Regions from separate parts of the Mus musculus genome. Here region 1 is linked to region 2. A link is a contact called in public HiChIP or PLAC-seq data. All regions are on one chromosome and are shown on one strand. Each heading gives the region's core, a stretch centred on a gene start, on an enhancer-like site or on the middle of the called end of the contact. The rest is flanking DNA. Distances are from core to core; before and after follow the strand shown.

Region 1 (4,429 bases), core at 592-3,091, 250 kb before region 2:
GGGCCAGCAAGATGGCTCAGTGGGCAAAGGTGCTTACTGGCTTTACCTAATGGCCTGAGTTCAGTTCCCAGAACCCATACAGCAGCTTACAACTGTCTATAACTCCTGTTCCAGGAGAGCTGACATCCTCATACAGGCATACAAGCAGGCAAAACACCAATTTACATGAAATAAAAATGAATTATATATTAAGAAAAAAAAGAGCTGTACTCTGACCTCCACATGTGGCCTGTGGCACTTGTATGTACTCACATAAATAGATATGTTTTTAAATGTTCTGCTGTGTGTATAGGATTTTTGCCTGCATGTATGTCTCAGCACCATTTGAGTATAGTGCCTGCAAAGGCCAGAAGAGGATGTCACATCCCCACAAACTGCAAGGACAGATGTAATAAGCCAACATGCAGATGCTGGGAATTAACACTGGTCCTCTGGAAGAACATCTAGTGCTCAGAACCCTAAGCCATTTCTCCAATCCTCAAAACAATATTTTAAAATTTTGTCTTAAGACAGAAATCATCAATGTGACTGCTGGGAATGTGGGGATGGACTCAGGGGCTCACACATGCCTGCAAGCAGCTACCTGAGCTGTGTCCCAGGCCTTCCAATAGAGAAGCACTGCTCAGATGTCCTTTGTTGGGCAGTGGTAGCACACACCTTTAATCCCAGCACTTGGGAGGCAGAGGCAGACGGATTTCTGAGTTTGGGGCCAGCCTGGTCTACAAAGTGAGTTCCAGGACAGCCAGGGCTATACAGAGAAACCCTGTCTCGAAAAACAAACAAACAAACAAACAAAAAACTGCCTTCACCTGTGTAGAATTCTGAAGCTCCCTCTGTACAGAGCATTGGAAGCCTGGGGTGTACATTTGGGGTTACATGATCTTGGGGTTCTAAGAGAATACCCCCAAATCATCTTCCAGACCTGGAACATTCTAGGACAGGGTTCTCAACCTTCCTAACTCCATGACCCTTTAATACAGTTCCTCATGTTGTGGTGACCCCAACCATACAATTATTTTCGTTGCTATTTCATAACTGTAATTTCGCTGCTATTATGAATCATAATGTAAATATTTGTTTTAAATAGAGGTTTGCCAAAGGGACCTTGCCCACAGGTTGAGAACTGCCGCTCCAGAGAGTAAGGGGACACAGTTAAGATTGTTACACACCAGGATGCCCCAGATTTGGGGAGAGGGCACTGTAATGGAACTTCTTGACATGAAACTGGCAGATGAAACTGGCAGAAAAAAAAAAAAAAGCTGGGCAGTGGTGGCACACACCTTTAATCCCAGCACTTGGGAGGCAGAGGCAGGCGGATTTCTGAGTTCTAGGCCAGCCTGGTCTACAGAGTGAGTTTCAGGACAGCCAGGGCTACACAGAGAAACCCTGTCTCGAAAAAAGCAAAAAAAAAAAAAAAAAAAAAAAAAAACTGGCAGATGACCAGAAAATACAGATATATTGGAATAACTGTGACTTGAACCCCCAAAGACAAGAGAGGAAATAGGCCTGAAGGGGCGGCAGGCATGTCAAGCATCCAGAGCCCTGGGTTCGAACCTGAAAAAACAAAGGTGCCGCTAACCACATGTGGCTTCGGAGCCCTCCAGACATGACCATGATCGACAGAGAGGGAAATGTGCAGAGAAGCCTGTGAGCAGTCAAGGGTGCAGAAGTGATATAAACCATCACTCTTCAGGGAACCAGGCTTCCAGTCACAGCCCAGCTGCACCCTCTCCACGAATTGCTCGGCCGTTCACTGGAACTCCTGGGCCTGACCCAGCTCCCTGCTAGTCCCTGCGGCCCACAGTTCCCCGGACCCGACTCCCTTTCCCAGAACGCAGTAGTCTAAGCCCTTAGCCTGCGGTTCTCTCCTAGGCCCCAGCCTTTCCTGCCTTCGACTGAAACAGCAGCATCTTCTAAGCCCTGGGGGCTTCCCCAAGCCCCAGCCCCGACCTAGAACCCGCCCGCTGCCTGCCACACTGCCGCTTCCTCTATAAAGGGACCCGAGCGCCAGCGCCCAGGACCCCGCACAGCAGGTGAGCCTCTCCTACCCTGTCTCCTTGGGCTTACCCTGGTATCAGGCATCCCTCAGGATCCTACCTCCTTTCTTGAGCCACAGCCTTTTCTATACAACCTGCCTGGATCCCCAGCCTTAATGGGTCTGGTCCTCCTGTCGTGGCTTTGATTTTTGGTCTGTTCCTGTGGCGGCCTTATCAGTCTCTCTCTCTCTCTCTCTCTCTCTCTCTCTCTCTCTCTCTCTCTCTCTCTCTCTCTCTCCCTCTCTCTCTCTCTCTCTCTCTCTCTTTCTCTCTCTCTGCCTCTGTTAGCCATTGTCTGATTCTATGGTGGAGCTTTCCTCTTCCCCTCTGTCTCTCCTTATCCCTGCTCACTTCAGGGTTCCCCTGCCTGTCCCCTTTTCTGTCTGTCGCCCTGTCTCTCAGGGTGGCTGTCTCAGCTGGGAGGTAAGGTCTGTCTTCCGCTGTGTGCCCCGCCTCCGCTACACACACACACTCTCTCTCTCTCTCTCAGCAGGTTCTCCACATGACACTGCTCGGCCGTCTCCACCTCTTGAGGGTGCTTGGCACCCCTCCTGTCTTCCTCCTGGGGCTGCTGCTGGCCCTGCCTCTAGGGGCCCAGGTGAGGCAGCAAGAGATTGGGGGTGCTGGGGTGGCCTAGCTAACTCAGAGTCCTAGAGTCCTCTCCACTCTCTTCTGTCCCAGGGACTCTCTGGTGTCCGCTTCTCCGCTGCCAGGACAGCCCATCCACTCCCTCAGAAGCACTTGACCCATGGCATCCTGAAACCTGCTGCTCACCTTGTTGGTAAACTTCTGCCTCCAGAGGAGAGGTCCAGTCCCTGCCTTTTGTCCTACTTGCCCAGGGGCTCAGGCGATCTTCCCATCTCCCCACACCAACTTTTCTTACCCCTAAGGGCAGGCACCCCACTCCCATCTCCCTACCAACCATCCCACTTGTCCAGTGCCTGCTCCCTCAGGGATGGGGACCTCTGATCTTGATAGCCCCCCAATGTCTTGTGCCTCTTCCCAGGGTACCCCAGCAAGCAGAACTCACTGCTCTGGAGAGCAAGCACGGATCGTGCCTTTCTCCGACATGGCTTCTCTTTGAGCAACAACTCCCTCCTGATCCCCACCAGTGGCCTCTACTTTGTCTACTCCCAGGTGGTTTTCTCTGGAGAAAGCTGCTCCCCCAGGGCCATTCCCACTCCCATCTACCTGGCACACGAGGTCCAGCTCTTTTCCTCCCAATACCCCTTCCATGTGCCTCTCCTCAGTGCGCAGAAGTCTGTGTATCCGGGACTTCAAGGACCGTGGGTGCGCTCAATGTACCAGGGGGCTGTGTTCCTGCTCAGTAAGGGAGACCAGCTGTCCACCCACACCGACGGCATCTCCCATCTACACTTCAGCCCCAGCAGTGTATTCTTTGGAGCCTTTGCACTGTAGATTCTAAAGAAACCCAAGAATTGGATTCCAGGCCTCCATCCTGACCGTTGTTTCAAGGGTCACATCCCCACAGTCTCCAGCCTTCCCCACTAAAATAACCTGGAGCTCTCACGGGAGTCTGAGACACTTCAGGGGACTACATCTTCCCCAGGGCCACTCCAGATGCTCAGGGGACGACTCAAGCCTACCTAGAAGTTCCTGCACAGAGCAGGGTTTTTGTGGGTCTAGGTCGGACAGAGACCTGGACATGAAGGAGGGACAGACATGGGAGAGGTGGCTGGGAACAGGGGAAGGTTGACTATTTATGGAGAGAAAAGTTAAGTTATTTATTTATAGAGAATAGAAAGAGGGGAAAAATAGAAAGCCGTCAGATGACAACTAGGTCCCAGACACAAAGGTGTCTCACCTCAGACAGGACCCATCTAAGAGAGAGATGGCGAGAGAATTAGATGTGGGTGACCAAGGGGTTCTAGAAGAAAGCACGAAGCTCTAAAAGCCAGCCACTGCTTGGCTAGACATCCACAGGGACCCCCTGCACCATCTGTGAAACCCAATAAACCTCTTTTCTCTGAGATTCTGTCTGCTTGTGTCTGTCTTGCGTTGGGGGAGAAACTTCCTGGTCTCTTTAAGGAGTGGAGCAGGGGACAGAGGCCTCAGTTGGTCCATGGGATCCGGGCAGAGCAAAGAGACATGAGGAGCAGGCAGCTCCCAGAGACATGGTGGATTCACGGGAGTGAGGCAGCTTAACTGCCGGAGGAGACCCAAAGGATGAGCTAGGGAGATCCATCCAAGGGTGGAGAGAGATGAGGGTTCTGGGGAGAAGTGACTCCACTGGAGGGTGGGAGAGTGTTTAGGAGTGGGAGGGTGGGGGAGGGGAATCCTTGGAAGACCGGGGAGTCATACGGATTGGGAGAAATCCTGGAAGCAGGGCTGTGGGACCTAAATGTCTGAGTTGATGTACCGCAGTCAAGATA
Region 2 (4,705 bases), core at 827-3,326:
TGGCAGCAGACGCTGAGCCCTTGGGGATCATCCTGCACCTCCCTCTGCTGTGAGAAGACAAGAATGTCCCCTATGTATTTGTGCGCTCCAAGCAGGCTTTAGGACGGGGCGTGTGGCATCTCCAGGCCAGTCATCGCCTGTTCTGTTACCATCAAAGAAGGCTCTCAACTAAAGCAGCAGATCCAGTCCATTCAGCAGTCTATTGAAAGGCTCTTGGTGTAGGCCGTGGCCTCTGCCCTTTCCTGTCTACTGCCACCCTGTTTGTGTATCATATTGTCTGTTAGCATGTACTACTTTCAACCAGTTACTATTATATTGTACTACATCTGCGTTTAAAAAAAAAAAAAAGAAGTCTTCAGTAATAGTTTAATAGAGGCCAAGGCAATTATGCTCATTAGAGAAGCAGTTAATTCGTAAGCCATTTTACACTGTTAGAGGTCATTTCTGGCTAACGTGCACTCAGTTTGGAACTGAAGAGTCTCTTCCTATAACCCTCCCAGGTGGAACTTGGGCCTAGGAACTGAGAGACTTATCGAACACATAATTACTATAGGATTCTTTTATTTGTTTTTGTTTTTGTTTGTTTTTTGTTTTGTTTTGTTTTTTGAGACAGGGTTTCTCTGTGTAGCCCTGGCTGTCCTGGAACTAACTCTGTAGACCAGGCTGGCCTTGAACTCAGAAATCTGCCTGCCTCTGCCTCCCAAGTACTGGGATTAAAGGCATGTGCCACCACTGCCCGGCTACTATAGGATTCTTAGATTTTAAATTTTAGTTATGTTCTGAGGCACTATCTCATCACTGCGTAGCCCAGGCTGGCCTTGAACTCAAAGAGATCTACCTGCCCCTGCCTCTCAAGTGCTAGGATTAAAGTTGTGCACCACTGCTTCTGGCTAAAATGTATTTTAAAATGAAGATAGAGAAGCGTATAGTGCCTTGCACATGTAATTTCAGCATTTAGGAAAAGGAAGTAGGAATGTTGACCGTCATGGTACAGAATTGCTGTCTCAAAAAAAAAAAAAAAGACAAAGGGGCTGGAGCAGTGGCTCAGTGGTCAGGAGCACTTACTGATCTTTCTAAGGACCTGGCTTCAGTTCCCAGCACCTATCACCAGGTGGCTTACAACTTCCTCTAACACACATAGACACAAATACAATCAATCTAAAAATATTTCTTAAAAGCTGGCCAGTGGTGTTGTATGCCTTTAATCCCAGCACTCAGGGCAGAGGCAAGTAGATATCTGTGAGTTCGAGGCCAGCCTAGTCTACAGAGCAAGTTCCAGGACAGTCAGGGTTACACAGAGAAACCCGGTCTTGAAACCGACCCCCCCCCCCTCTCTCTCTCTCTCTCTCTCTCTCTCTCTCAACATAGTAGTGTGTCACGCCTGTAATTGTAGGCATGGTTGGAACCCATCTTAGACTATGAGCCAGATGTGTGTTTGTGTGTGTGTGGCTTTTATCCCCCTTTAAATAAAAATGTTGGGGCTGGTGAGATGGCTCACCAGTTAAGAGCACTGGTTGCTTTTCCTGAAGTCCTGAGTTCAATTCCCAGCAACCAAATGCTCGTGACCATGTATAAGGGAATCTGATGCCCTCTTCTGGCACGCACGTGTACATGCAGCAGAGCACTCAGTAATCTTTTTTTTTTCTTTTTTTTTTCTTTTTAACGGAGAGCAGAAGCTGAGGTGCAAATTCAGATTTTTCTGCTAGGTGTAGGCAATATGAGTCCTCCTGGGTAGACTGGATCCAAACATGAGTACAGAATCCGCAAAGCCATAAGCCTAAAGGAGACCAAAGAGCTGACCTATCCTGTAGGAGCTCCAGGGTCTTTACCCAATCTTGGCCGATTAGGCTGCCTGTTTCTTTCTTTCTTTTTTTTTTTTCTTTCCTTTGGATTGGTAGTTTATCAAATTGTCGTCATATACATGATTCTCTACTTAGGACAGTAAGAAACATGATTCCTCTTTGTTCCCTTCGCATTTGTCAGCGCGATCAAGTCAGGCATATGAGAAGACGACTATGTCCGTCAGGACCCCCGGGCCAGGCGTGGGTATAAATGGCCGAGGCGGGCGGCACACGGGTCTCTTTGTGCACCCGCCCACACGGTTTGCCGTGTTTTCACCCTTCTTTGTTCTCCACCGGTCTGGGCAGGGTCTGAGGACTCCGGAGAGCAAGGCATGGGTCCGCCTCGTGCCGCAGGTATCCTGGGGTCCTGTGGGGAGGGCTCTGCGGTGTGGGGCCGGGTATGATGACCCACATTTACAGACTAGAGTTTCTGATGTCCACGTGACGCCACTCCTTGTAACTGACCCAGGCCGGGGTGGGGGCTGCAGGCCGGGGTCTCTACGACCTGTGCTCATTCAATGATCTCTTCCAGGTTCCTGGCCCACGCCAGCCGTACCCAGTAGCACAATGGTAAGCGCATGCTGGCGAGAGGTAGGCGGTGTGAGGAGGGGCTGGTTTCGGGGAGAGGACAGTAATGATGATTTCTGGTGATTCTGAGTGTCTCGCTGACGCCATCACCGCAGCGCGCTGACCGTCCCCGGGTCCAAAATCGGCAGTGGCGTGGGTTTTGAGTGGCCTAGAGTTCTGAGTAATTTACCTCTGTGTCTTGCTTTCTGGTAGGGATTTGAGGACACACGCCAGCTGCCTACACCTGAAGAAAGGTTAGTCTTAGGTTTCACTGGCATGCTTGTCTCTTGGCTTGACTTTTTGGAAGGGGTGGATTCGAGACAGGGTTTCTCCATGTAGCCCTGATCTCAGATCCGCCTGCCTCTACTCTCTGGAATTAAATGCATACAGCACCACCGACTGGCCCTTGTTTTGTTCTTAATATCCTGCCTGCATTAGCCAGTCTCCAAGCAAGCTACCACCCAGCCATCTTTTTGTTTTTAGATCTTAACTAATCTCCCTAACTCTAAATCTATGGTGGATCCAGGAGCTGCCTTGATTATTTCTTGTGCCTTTAAGTTCTGTATGCTAGTCCACGGCAGTGGGTCTCAGCCTTCCTGAGGGCCTTTAATGCAGTTCCTCGGGCTGTGATGTTCCTAACCATCGGTTTTATTTTCCTTGTATCTTCATAACTAAAGTTTGCTATTGTGATAACACAGGCTGTCCTGTCTGGGACCCCTATGTAAGGGTTCCTTGGTGACACAGGTTGAGAGCCACTGTTTTAGACTATGCTTTTGGGTATTTAGACGGGCTCTCAATTCAGGATGGCCTTAGTCCTGGCTCCAACCACCTTTTTTTTTTTTTTTTTAAGATTTAGATGTTTGTGAGTACACTATTGCTGTCTTCAGACACACCAGAAGAGGGCGTCAGATCCCATTACACATGGTTATGAGCCATCTCTCCGGCCCATGCCACCTTTTTTCGTTAAAGGTTTTAGCAGTTAAATTTCAGTCCCCAGGAGTTTTGGCTTTATATAGCTCTGCAACAGTCCGAAGCCTAACTACACACACTGGCTACCGCATCCTGTGTCTATCGGATTGACATTCCCTGGGTGGTACCCTAGGTTCTGGTCTCCCTCAATTGAGAGTGATGATTTCACAGACTAGAGTCTCTGACGCTGTCCTTGATGTCAGCTATAAATCTGACTCATTTGGGGAACCTCTTGAGATTGAGCCCAGTGTGCCAACACTGGCTCTGGTGAGGAACATACCCTGCTCTCCTGTTTCTCATTGTGCCCATCTTAACTCTCCAGGGTGAGCTCTGAGGACTTCACAGGGGCCCCATCCCCTCACCTAGATGAGGGCTAACCTTGGAATCCAGACAAAGGTGGAAGTGACCTAGATGTGACCTGAATGAGCTAATCATCTAATGAGAGCCAGCCCTTTGTCCTGCCCACATGAAGGTGGGTGGTTAGCTCACTTTTCAGGGTAATAAAGCAGTAAAGGCGGGGTGGAGGGGTTGTTGAAGGCTTTGTATGATGTCACTAGGGCCTGTAAAGTTAGCACAATGAACCCGCTGTGCAGATTGTAAAGCTGACCTTGTTGGAATATCCTGGTTTTAGAAACACATAAATCAGCTTTGTGTTTGCTGTTCCCCTGCTGAAAATGTTCTTCTGAATTTTCAGGGCTTTGCTGCTACGCACTGACAAGTTGGACGGCTTTTTATTGCTTTGTTGCCAGTTATCTGAACATGAGAGGCTGTAAGGTGTAATCTGCGAGCCCTGCGCCCAGACTGAACCAGGGCCTCCCTTGAACATGAGTATTAGACAAATGAAATAAGAACTTATCTTGCCCAGACTATATAATGGCTTGGAAATGCATAGTTTCCTGAACGATCTCAATAAAATACTTTTAAAAGTACTTAAATAGACTTTTTCTGTGTCACTTTGTGGGGAGGTGTGAGAAGATATATGGGAATAAGGTTTTAACCTTACCACACAGGTGTCACCACCTGACTGCCTACATCAAATGCCCAGGAAGGAGCTAGTCATTTCATGTGTCTGGTTCCTGGTCCCTTAACAGCATCTGTTCTGGAAGTACAGATGAAAATTCTATACAGACCTGTAAGGCTGACCATAGTTTTAGCAGATTAGCATCTGAATCGGTCAGATCTACCTGCTAGGAACAAGTCGGCCTCCCCTCCCCTAAGCTCCCACTGCAGAGGGTAAAGGACAGCATCAAGCACCCCAGCCTTCTGGAGACCCCACCAGTAGACTCCAGGTGTGCTTGCCTGGTGAATGAACTTGGCCAGAGACTCCT

Evidence for each region. HiChIP or PLAC-seq counts read pairs in DNA pulled down with a chosen protein or histone mark.
Region 1: an H3K4me3 HiChIP or PLAC-seq map of the SCID.adh cell line shows a contact between it and region 2, with 10 read pairs. The contact joins the promoter of Lta here to the promoter of 1110038B12Rik in region 2. A contact is called at or near these places in 1 of 39 promoter capture datasets (cranial neural crest), 6 of 115 datasets of contacts at active chromatin or transcription factors (the 230-238 cell line, the SCID.adh cell line, embryonic stem cells and 2 more) and 2 of 9 other capture datasets (liver and pancreatic islet).

Annotation. Positions count from the first base shown.
Region 1 is chr17:35,202,763-35,207,191 of GRCm38.p6, reverse strand. It overlaps Lta (lymphotoxin A), which reads left to right and starts at 1,841. Exons shown (of 4, transcript NM_010735.2): 1 at 1,841-2,033; 2 at 2,530-2,634; 3 at 2,718-2,817; 4 at 3,043-4,027. The coding sequence starts at 2,539. The coding sequence ends at 3,455. It overlaps Mir6974 (microRNA 6974), which reads left to right and starts at 2,635; the gene lies at 2,635-2,717.
Region 2 is chr17:34,949,842-34,954,546 of GRCm38.p6, reverse strand. 1110038B12Rik (RIKEN cDNA 1110038B12 gene) reads left to right here and starts at 2,076. Exons shown (of 4, transcript NR_015536.1): 1 at 2,076-2,195; 2 at 2,374-2,411; 3 at 2,622-2,662; 4 at 4,072-4,312. It overlaps LOC115488834 (a small nucleolar RNA gene), which reads left to right and starts at 2,472; the gene lies at 2,472-2,534. Snord52 (small nucleolar RNA, C/D box 52) reads left to right here and starts at 3,539; the gene lies at 3,539-3,597. It also overlaps the pseudogene Gm8696.